Linked DNA regions of Zea mays: region 2 is linked to region 1. Evidence: chromatin contacts called from public Hi-C data. All regions are on one chromosome and are shown on one strand. Each heading gives the region's core, a stretch centred on a gene start, on an enhancer-like site or on the middle of the called end of the contact. The rest is flanking DNA. Distances are from core to core; before and after follow the strand shown.

Region 1 (5,893 bases), core at 2,996-5,495:
AGGAAGGATTAGCCTTGCCTCGGCAAAGCCTGACCCTCCCTCGGGGGCTAGAAGGTGGGAACCCCCTCTGCGTCAAAATTTTCCTCGGAAAAGTTCTCTACCAAAACGACTTTCGACTATATCGATAACGGAACCCTAAAAACGAGCAAGAGAGCACGTAAGCGGCAAGGCCGACCGAGCCGAGGGACTCCTACGCCTCCGGGATACGGATACCTCACTCATCACCTTCCGCGAAAAGTAACTCTCGCTCGGATAAGCGATTCTGTTACCGACGAACAAGTCCTAATGCTCGAAACAAGAGGAAAGAAAACGCAGCTTTATGATACGACGATAAAAATGTTTAGGCCTCAGCGGCCGCGAAAAACATACGCATACTTCAGACAAACTGTTCCGGCAGGATCAGACATCGGCAGCGGGGCAACCCTCGGCTTCATCTCCGAGAGCTGCAACCGCCGCTCTGCCAAAGGGAGCACCCTCTGGCGATGGATGGCGGCGACAACCCCCGCAGCGGTGAGCCCCTCATCTCTTAACTTCTGCAAGGCATGCAGAAGAGGCTGGAGCATCTCCTGTTTCTCGCGTGTGGCCCCCCAGCGCCAGTTAACGCCGGCGGCGGTCACCACTCGTTGAGAAAACGACGGGAGCCTCCCGTCGTCATTCCGGAGATAAAACCACCGGCGCTGCCACCCCTTGTTCGAAGACACAAGGGTGGCGGGGATGTACTGCTGCATGCGCCCCGGCCTCAGCTGGAGGGTGCAGCCACCGGCCCGCACCGCCATACGGACCTTCTTTGCCTCCGTCGTCGAGGCAAAGAGCTCCGTGGAGAAGAGATGGGTCCACAGATCCCAGTGGGGGTCAATCCCCAAGAAACCCTCGCAACCGCCGCAAAGATGGCCGCTTGCGCAATGGAGTTGGGGTTGAAGTTGTGCAGCTCCACCTCGTAGTAGTGCAGGAGCGCCCGCATGAAACGGCTCGCTGGCACTCCAAACCCCCGCTCGTGGAAGGGGATGAAACTAACCACATACCCCGGCGGCGGAGTCGGGTCGGCCTCGCTCGCGGGGGCCATCCACTCTGGCTGCGGCCCATCGGAGAGGGGACGGAGCAAACCATCGGCAACAAGGGCCTCCAGATCCTCCACAGCAACGGTGGAGAAAGGCCACGGGTCACGCGGCGGAACGACGGTCACCTTGTCAGCCATCGCTGAACGAAGGAGGTGGAGGCGGGGGGGGATAAGGTGCGCGGTTTTCTTTTCTCTGGCTATTCTCTTAGGTTGCGGAAACCAAAGCAGAAGGCAAGCGCAAATGGCAGAGTAGAGAACCACCGCCGGCCCCTCTTCCGGGTATATAAAAGCCCAGGCGAGATCCATTCAAAACATCGCCCGAACTCGCCGCGAAATTCAAACTCGAAGGTGAAACGCCTGTTCCTCGAACGACTCGCGCACGCGCAACGGCCGCCCCGCGAATCACCCGTCCCGTCGCATTAACTCCCTGGCAGGGCGAGCGACACCTCTGGCAGGCGAAGCGGGCGTCGTTTCACCTCCGCCATGATGACCGCGTCAAAAAAGGTGCGCCACCTTATTTAAATTCATATCCTTTTCCTTTTTCTCTCTCTCTCTCTTGCCACATGGATCAGGAAAGAGGATATTTCGAAAAGGATCCTTCTCAGCGAAGGAAGCGGGCCCCGAGCCCTCCTACTGATCAGGGGTTCGAAGGCTGGCCCCTCGGAAGGGTTCGACAGCCGCCCCAGAGCACTCGGGCTCCGCGCCCATTACTGATCAGGGGTTCAAAGGCTGGCCCCCCGGAAGGGTTCGACAGCCGCCCCAGAGCACTCGGGCTTCGCGCCCTTTACTGATCAGGGGTTTGAAGGCTAGCCCCTCGGAAGGGTTCGACAGCCGCCCCAGAGCACGCAGAGTGAGGGATGACCCTGGGTACGTCTGTTACATGGCCGAGGCTCGGGCTATGCTCCCGAGGTACCCTAGGACATTTCTGAGATCAGCGGGAACGATTTGTAATGGAATCCCACCGGAGGGAGGCATCGAGCCCTCAGACCCTGTCGAAAGGGTCCGGGTCCAGCAAATCACCCGCAGGTACTTTTGGAGCACGCCTCCGTGCCACTAGCCGACCCTTAACAAACGGGGCACGGGCGTCCACTCGGATCACCCGTTAGCAACTCACTGGAAACACCATGTTCGGCGCCCTCCAAGGGCAACATGGCGCTTTCCCCCCTTCCTCCTTGCGGAAAGGCGACGAAGGGGCGTATAATAAAAGTCGAGACAGTCCTTGATCATTCTCTCGCTCCGTGCAGAGGCTCGGGGGCTGCTCTCGCAACCCGGCTATGGCCAAACTGTTGACAGCGTCAACAAACCAGCCTAAAAACTCGGAACCTGACCATGCACCCGGGCTACGACCAGGCCGCATGAGGGAACAACCAGGCCGGCCGAGGCATCACAAAAAGCATTAAGACCTCAGAGGAGTCAAACCACTCCTCCGAGGCCTCGGGGGCTACACCCGGCGGGTGCGCTCGCGCGTACCCACCGGAACAAAATATAACCGAGAAAGGCCGGTCCCCTCACAAAAAATGCGGCAAAGCCTCCAAGCGAGTACCAACACTCCCTTCGAGGCTCGGGGGCTACTGTCGGGTACCGTAATTAGGGGTACCCCCAACACTCCTAAACACGGCTGGTAACCACCCTCAGCACTCACCGCAAAGACTGATGGGCACGGTTCAGGTCAAGGCCTCGTCTACCAAGGGACGCAATCTCGCCTCGTCCGAGCCCGGCCTCGGGCGGGAATAGTAGTCTCGGACGAATTCACGCCTCGCCCGAGGGCCTCCTCAGGCGGTGGGCGCACCCTCGACTCGCCCGAAGCCTAGCTCGGGCAGGCTTCGTTGAGAAGCAACCTTGGCCAAATCGCCTTACTAGACCGTATCGCAGGCGCATTCAATGCAAAGATCGCCTGACACCTTATCCTGACACGCGCGCCGCAGTCGGCAAGGTCGAAGTGACCGCAGTCACTTCGCCCTTTCACTGACCGACCTGACAAGAAAACAGCGCTGCTTGCCCCGCTCCGACTGTTGCGCCACCCACCGGGGTAAGACTGACAACAGCCGAGTTCAGCCTCGGGCGCAACAGAAAGCTCCGCCTCGCCCGACCTTAGGCCTCGGCCTTGGGAGGAGGTCTCCGCCTCGCCCGACCCCAGGACTCGGCCTCAGCCTCGGCCTCGGGAGGAATCGCGTCCTCGCCCGACCCCGACCTCGGCCTCAGGAGAAGTCTCCGCCTCGCCCGACCTTGGGCTCGGACCGACCGCGCCACAGGGGATACATCATTACCCTACTCCTAGCTAGCTCAGGCTACGAGGGAACAAAACCGGCGTCCCATCTGGCTCACCCCGGTAACAGGTAATGATGGTTCCCCGCGTGCGTCCATGACGTCGGTGGTTCTCTGCCCCCTACGGAAACAAGGAGACGTCAGCAGGATTCCAGCCGCACCGCCAGCTGTGCTTCTACATGGCTCAGGCACTTCTCCGACGACCACGTTATCGTGCACACAGGGCTCAAGCACTCCTCCAACAGCCACGTTGGCATGTACACAGGGCTCAGGCACTTCTCTGCCAGACACGTTAGCGCATAGCTACACTCCCATTGTACATCTGGACTCTCTCCTTGCATCTATAAAAGGGTGGTCCAGGGCCTTCCTGCGGGGGGTCGCGCGGGGACGAGCAAACGAACAGGCTCTCTCTCCCTCTCGTGACGCTTGTAACCCCTACTACGAGCACCCCCGGTGCGAGATAATACAAGCCGCATTCCCCCCTTGTGTTTCGTCTTGCGCCAACTCATCTGGGCAGGGGCATGCAGCGATAAAATTCACTGGTCGGCTCGGTGGAGGGTCCCCAGGTCCGAAACGCCGACACCTAGGTAAGAATGCAAATATTAATAAGTTAAATATAAGATCAACAAGTTTAATATAGTCAAATAAATTGAAGAACTAATCATAGAAAAAAAGTTAGAAAAATTATGATAAATTACGAACCAAACAAAACCAACCTTAGAAAAATTCAGACGATATATGGTAAGCAGCGAACAAACAAGCCCAGCTCCCTACAACAGTCAACAGAGCCGCGGACAAAGAGATTATCTATGTTAGCAGAATTTACAACGTCGGACCGGGTTTTAGCGGTACAATTTCGCGACAATAGACAGATGTTTGAAAATGCTCGGACCATTAGTACAGTAACGTGACGGGCGCAGCTTATCCACCATCCTTCTTCTTCCCTGGCCACGGCCGCCAAACAGCAGTCAACACCAACCGCCCCCACCCCACCCCCACCCCCACCCACTCTTCTGATCTTCTCCATGTGCCGCCTCCGTCTCCTCCTCCGCCCCATCTCGCGGCCTCATCTCCATCCCCTTCCGCCTCCCATGTGCCGCCTCCGTCTCCTCCTTCCCTTCTTCCTCCTCCTCCGCCCCATCCCACACGCGTCCCAACCGGCCGCCCCCTCTCCGGCGCTGCAATGCGCTCTCAACTTCACGGCGCTGCTCCCCTTCCTCGCGCCGCCGCTGCCGTCGGACGACGCCTCCCGCTGCGCGGTCGCCACGCAGTCCGTCGCCTTTCTCCTCTCGCTCCACCTCGCGGCCACATCGTCCTTCGTGCTCCCACCCGACGCCTCCTCCTGCCTGTCCCCGCTCCGCGCCGCGCTCCCCTACCCGCTCCCCGCGTCGGCCTGCGGCCTCTCGGGCCTCGACGCCGCCCTCGCCTCCCCGGGCTGCGGCAACGTCTCCACGGTCGCCGACTTCGACGCGCTCGTCCCGCCCAGCTCGCGCGGGGACATCGACGCCAGCTGCGACCGCGACCTCTCCGCCGTCCCTGACTGCACCGCCTGCTCCACCGCGCTCAGCAAGGCCGCCGCGGCCTATCTCCTGGCTGGATCCCCGAGCGCCAGGAGTAACAACGTCACCGGGTGCGTGCAGTACCCCTCCATCTACGCTGGCGCCGAGGCTAGCCCGCACGGGCCCGCCGACCCGGCCACTGCCTACTGCCTCTTTCTACTCAAGGCGAACCCGCCTCAGTCCCACAGCTCCGGTGCCGCCCCCTGGGTCTACGGCGTCGCATTCGGCTCCCTCGCGGCAGTGCTGCTCCTCGCCGCAGCCTTGGGATGCTGCTTCGTCGTGAGGCGAAGGCAGGCGCGAGATGCCGCTGCCGCCCTGGCTGCGGACAGCAGGAGCAAGCGCTCTCAGGCCATGGAGTCCATCAGCGCCAGCACCACGCTCGTCAAGTTCACCTACGACGATATCAAGGCTGCCACCGACGGATTCGCCAGGAAGAGTATTATTGGCCAGGGTGGCTTTGGGAATGTCTACAAGGGGGTGCTGCGCGACGGTGCTGAGGTGGCGGTGAAGCGGTTCAAGAACTGCTCCGCGGCTGGGGACGCCGCCTTTGCCCATGAGGTGGAAGTGGTGGCCAGCGTGCGCCATGTCAACTTGGTTGCGCTGCGTGGGTACTGCATTGCCACCACACAGAGAGAAGGCCACCAGCGGATGATCGTTTGCGACCTGATGCATAATGGCAGCTTGTATGACCATCTGTTTGCTGCCGGAGAATGCCAGTTAGCGTGGCCGGTGCGGCAGAGGATTGCCATTGGCATGGCAAGAGGGCTGGCCTACCTGCATCGCGGTGCACAGCCAGCCATTATTCACAGGGATATCAAAGCGAGCAACATCTTGCTTGATGATGAATTTGAGGCCAAGGTGGCTGATTTTGGACTGGCCAAGTTTGCACCTGAAGGGATGACGCATGTGAGCACAAGGGTTGCCGGAACACTAGGTTATGTTGCCCCAGAGTATGCACTCTACGGCCAATTGACTGAGAAGAGCGATGTGTATAGCTTTGGTGTTGTGCTTC
Region 2 (5,958 bases), core at 3,010-5,509, 500 kb after region 1:
TAGGAAGAGCATATCAGAGACTTGCCAGTTTTTGGGAAGATCCCTAGTATCATGGGCTTCAATGAAACAAAATTCAGTAGCTCTTTCCACCGCCGAAGCCGAGTACATTGCCGCAGGCCATTGTTGTGCGCAATTACTTTGGATGAGGCAAACCCTTAGGGACTATGGCTACAAATTGAGTAAAGTCCCTCTCCTATACAATAATGAGAGTGCAATCCGCATGGTGGATAATCCCGTTGAACACAGCCGCACTAAGCACATAGACATCCGGTACCACTTTCTGAGAGATCACCAACAAAAGGGGATATCTAGATTGCTTATGTCAATACCCACAACCAATTAGTCGATAACTTTACCAGCCACTAGATGAGAAAACCTTTAGCAAGCTTACGAATGAGCTAAAATACTTGATTCTCGGAATTTTGATTGAAACATTGCACACATAGCTCAAGTATATATCCTTGATCATGTCTCTTTCATTTGGTGCAAATGCATATTTCTTATTATTCTTGTGCCAAGGCTACGACTAATGCGTTTTCAAGTGTATTCCTATACTAAGTCGTAGATTGAAAGGGAAATGGACTCTTCGGCAAAGAACAAGGCTTCCACTCCACAACTCTGATGGTATCATTTACCCTTTGTCGTTGTTACTCCACAATCTCAATTGGTATAATCCTTCACTCTTATTTACTTGTACCAATGGGGAGAAAATGAAAAGGGCCCTCAAGTTCTCCGTTTTTGGCGATTAATGCCAAAGGGGGAGAGAATATTAAGCCCAAAGCAAAAGGACCGCACCACCACCATTTAAAAATTTTTAGTATATTTCTCAAATTGGTATCTTTCAAAAATAAAGAATTTCAATTAGTACTTAATCAAAATGAATTTTCAATTGGTATGTGAAGAGAATTTCTAAATTGGTATCTTCAAAACCTCACATTAAGAATGAAAGAAATTTCAAATTGGTATCTATCTCAAAACCCTCTTGAAAGCTAAGGGGAGAATTTCATTCAGGGGGAGCTTTTATGTAGTCAAAGGAAAAGCATTTGAAACAGGGGAGAAATTTCAAAATCCTAAAAATGCTTCTTGCAATCATATTCCTATACCTTTGACTATTTGCAAAAGTTTTTAATAGATTTCCAAAGGATTTGCAAAAACAAAACTTGCGGTGCAAATGTGGTCCAAAATATTAAATAAAAAAGGTAATCCATTCGCTCTTATTTTTAGTGATACTTTCAATTGGTTTAACTCCAAGTAACATATGCACATTCATATCAAATGCAAACTAGTCACAATTATGTACTTTATATTTGATTTGGTTTGTGTTAGCATCAATCACCAAAAAGGGGGAGATTGAAAGGGAAATAAGGCTAACCATTTTCTATAATTAATTTTGGTGGTTGATGTTCAACACAAACACATGGACTAACTAGTTTGTCTAGAATTCATGTATTACAGGTAGGGGTGGTAACGGGCCATTTAATTTAGCCTACCAAATTTAAGGATCGGGTCAAGTTAGGGTCGGATCATAAAACAATACAATTTTGAACTAATAAAATTAAGGGCCTTGTTGGTTTGTGAAGGAAGTATTAGGGTCATGATCCATTACCATCCCTAATTACAGGTGCATAAGGTTCAACATAAACAAGAAAGAAATCAAGTTAGGGACACAATTTAATTAGAGCAAAAGAACTTGAGTGTGTTGATAAATGGCGCACTGGATTGTCCGGTGTGCCATCGGATAGTGTCCGGTGCACCATGCCCGTACAACTCCAAACCAGCCACTCTCGGGTTTCTGTCAGGGGCGCTCCGCTATAATTCACCGGATTGTCCGGTGTGCCACCAGACTGTCCGGTGAGCCAACGGAGCAACGACTCCCTGCGCCAACGGTCGACTCTGCAAAGTGCTACAGTTGTGAACAGTGTCGCGACAGAGTGAGAAGCGCAGAAGTCAGAGCGCACCGGACTGTCCGGTGTGGCACCGGACTGTCCGGTGCCGCAAGAAGACAAAGTCTCCAACGGTCGACCAGCTCCGAACTCTTACAGTTAGCTGACGTGGCAGAGCACCGGACAATGAACAGTGGGTGTCCGGTGCGCCCATCGCCAGCAGCCTTGGCAAACGACTACAATGTGATTGGGGGCTATAAATACCCCCCAACCACCACATCCTTTGGCATCCAAGCATTCCAAACATCTCATTCAATACAAGAGCAAAAGACTCAACTTCAAGACACATCAAATAGATTGAATCCTCTCTAAGCCTCCAAATCAACTCAATTCCATTAGGGACTTGAGAGAGGGTGTTTTGTGTTCTTTTGTTGCTCTTGTCACTTAGATTGGCCTTTTTTCTTTTCCCATTCTTATTCTCAAGTGCTTTGTAAGCGAAGCAAGAGACACTAAGTGTGTGGTGGTCTGTGCGGGATCTTAGTGACCCGTGAGATTAAGGAAGAAGGCTCACTCGGTCTAAGTGACCGTTTGAGAAAGGGAAATGGTTGAAATAGACCCGGTCTTTGTGACCTCGGTTCTTTGGAACTGAACCTCGGTAAAATAAATCATCGTGTTCACTCGCCTTGATTATTGTTTGATTAGTTTTTCCCTCTCTTCAGACTTGAATTTAATTCTAACGCTAACCCCGGCTTGTAGTGTGTGTTTAAAGTTGTAAATTTTAGGTTTCGCCTATTCACCCCCTCTAAGCGACTTTCACTAGCTGCATGAGGCACATGCACACTACAGAGTGCAGACTGCACACGAGATAGAGCTACAATGTCTCAAGGCCTCAAGCACAGATGCAGTCGTCCAGTCGAGCAGAGGCAGAGCTGATGCACACACACATGTTGTATATTCGTGCACTTGAAACTCCTTATGGGAAACTAGAGTGGCCAATGAGCTAAGAATTTATGGGCTTTGATACATGCACATGATCCGCAAAATGTAAAACGGGATAAAACAGGAAATTCCCGATACAATACGGGATATCGTAAATACGGACGGGAAACACCTCCAACCGTTTTCGGTCCCGTTCTCGGATATACCTATCCCGATTTCCGTACCGTTTTCACATTTTTAAGATAAAATGAAAATGGACGGTTCTAAACGGGAATACGGGACGGGACGATATAATTCCTGTTCGTTTTCTTCCCTATATTTAATAGTGTCTGGGCCAGTCCGGCACGAGCGTCGTGCTATGCTTGGGGCGTAGCCTCGGCCCGTAGTGTTGGTCTGTCTCGGCACAATTATATTTTTTATTTTCAGAAAAAATCGTGTATACATATGTACAATTTATATTTAATATTAAAAACACATGAGCATCACTTTGTACCATTTTATTTTTCTATTAGTTAGACGGCTTCTTCTGGTGTCTCACGCCATTCTTCCATTAGGGCATGGGTTCGAACCCCACCTCATACACCATTTTGTAATATTTTACGTTGATTTAACTAAATGGCCCGACAAGCTAACGGGTTGGCATAGCATGGTCAGCATGTCGACATGTCGTGCGTGGGCCGGAGATACTACCCGTGGGCGTCGGGCCTAGTGGGGTTGTACCGGGTCGTCTGTTTGGCCATCTATATACGTAGATATGGTTTGTAACGTGGAGGTTGGTTGCATCGAAGGAACGGTCGTACAATGGTTTATTTGAAAATAGATGTGAGATATTATTTATAAAAAGATGACGCAGAACGACCATTAAAACTATTGCTTTAATACAATAGAGACAACGACTATAGAGGTTAGAGATGGCAATGGAGACCCGATCCCCGATTCCCCGCGGGGAATTCCCCTATTAGGGGACGAGTATGGGACTAATTTAGTCCCCGCAGGATCTAAACGGGGGAAGTTTAATCCCATCGGGTTCGCGGGGACGGGGACGGGGAACCATCATCTATCCCCGTTCCCCGTTTACCCGCCCTACAAAACTATTTTATTCAAGTTAGTCAATTTACTTGTTAAAATTATAGTAAAAACTCAGTGCATAGCATGTTATAAAATAAAAAACTAAACTCTAAAATAGATGTCTCTTGTAATTTTCAATATTGTTTGTTAAATTTACATTAATTTGATACAATCAATTTAAATTTATCTTTAAATATTGTACTTCTAGCGGGGATAGATTCTCCGCGGGATTACCGGAGATAAATTCTCCGACAGGAATGAGGATGAGAGAAAAAGCTCCCCCGTGAGCGTTTACGGGGATGGGGACAAAGAATTTTTCTCCCCGTGGGGATGGGATGAAGAGCCATTACCCAACAGGAAAATCCCCATTATCATCCCTAATAGAGGTATAGATAGAGAAGATATATTCAATTTGATCCACGTAAACCCGAAAAGACATGAAGAAAAAAAATAAGTAGGCCAAAAGTCAGCGTGAGCAATCCGCCGCACAACCCCCCACGACGGCGGCTGCCCCACCGCGCCCCGGCCACCGTGATTCGCTGGGCCCCGCCGCCTAGGTACGCCGTCCCCAGAAGCCAGAACGCGAAAAGCGAGCACGGGCGGTGGCCCACGGCGTCGACGCCCAGGATCCGGTGAACCTTCCGGTCCATGCGAGAAAAGAGAAAGGGTATCATGGCACCACGCTCACACGACTACGCGAGCCGAGGTGGCGGCGGCGTCGTCACCGGTCTTCGACGGCGATGTGGCGCATTGGGGTGCCAGGAATTTTCCTCGCCTAGTCTTTTTTTTCCCTTTCTGAGCCAAACGGAAGCGCCATTAAACCATCTCTCTCCCGGCACTCCCACGCTCGCTGCCTTTCTTTGGCTGGCAGCCGCTGGCTCCCCACCTGTCCCTCTCCCTCACACCCTTTTCCCCCCGTGGCTTCTCTCGCTGCCGCCCCTCCGCAATAAACCGCTGCCAGCCCGAGCGGCTCCATCGCCCCGCTCGCGCTTTTCGGAGTGCCAAAGGCCGTGATTCCAGCGCTGCTTTTTTTGGAATTCCCGACCTTCTTCCTCTCCTCGTCGTCTCATTGCCATTGGAGCTAGCGTCTCTTGCACAGAGACAGGTGAGAGTTCAGTCCTCTTCTCCCTTCTACACTCCTCCATGTGGCTTCTCAGTTAATTTGTCTGATCCGATCTCTCAAAAGTTTCTTTATTATTATTTTGTCGCCGGGATGATTAGATCTCCTCCTCTTGTCGCCCAGGAACGATCCCACAACGTTGCCTCGTTGTTTCCTCGGAATTCTTGCTTCTCCTGCCCCTTGTTCCTCGGGATTAATCTTGCTTCTTCTGCCTCTGCTCTGTGAAATTCGAGGTTTTTGATCAATCCCGGTGCTCTGGTGTCGTTGTTTTTCAGGCCCAGGGAGGCCGCGATGGCGAACCTGACGAACGGCTTTGCGAGCCTCCATTGCGCAGGGGCGATGCATGTGGACAAAGGGCACATGCAAGCATCGGGACTGCCTTTTCTCTCTTTCAGAAGATGCGCCCAGCTTGATATCTCCAGGTGAAATTGCTGCTGTCAGATGTTCTTCAGACTCAGTGTCATATTTAGTTTTTCCCCGATCGCAAACAACTTTATTTCTCCCCAAAAGGATCCCAGCTGCTTAGTGTATTTTAATAGCCTGTATTTTTTATTCGAAGTTTTATATATCATTCTTAAAGTTCTCCCAGACATTGATTTAAAAGTTATTGTCCACATTTACTTTTTACTACTTTCGAAAAAGAAGCTGTATAGGAATTCCAAGCTGGCCGAGTTCAGCTAAAATAGGGATTTGCTAAAATTCATTTTTTCAGGCGATGGTTGTTGTATACATTTTATACTAAAACTGCAGATTCAGTTTGTTGCCAGTTATGTAGGTATAATCTGCAATTTTCGGTTCTGAGAATAAAAAACCCACCAAGCAAAAATTACACCTGAAATATCAGAGAAGTGGCTAAAATAAGGACCAAACATGTAAAGTGTTTTCAGTTAATCGAGTTACATATTGCAATTTGCACCTCTCATGTGACAGCTCCTTCATGTGGTACCA

Evidence for each region. Hi-C and Micro-C count contacts between places; a contact is called where the count stands out from the background.
Region 2: a Hi-C map of leaf shows a contact between it and region 1, with 5 times the contacts expected there. The contact joins the promoter of LOC100279867 here to the promoter of LOC100194105 in region 1. A contact is called at or near these places in 2 of 25 Hi-C or Micro-C datasets (leaf and tassel).

Annotation. Positions count from the first base shown.
Region 1 is chr5:77,962,975-77,968,867 of Zm-B73-REFERENCE-NAM-5.0, forward strand. It overlaps LOC100194105 (putative protein kinase superfamily protein), which reads left to right and starts at 4,246. Exons shown (of 1, transcript NM_001139158.2): 1 at 4,246-5,893. The coding sequence starts at 4,348.
Region 2 is chr5:78,461,394-78,467,351 of Zm-B73-REFERENCE-NAM-5.0, forward strand. It overlaps LOC100279867 (L-aspartate oxidase chloroplastic), which reads left to right and starts at 4,260. Exons shown (of 8, transcript NR_176417.1): 1 at 4,260-4,995; 2 at 5,286-5,432.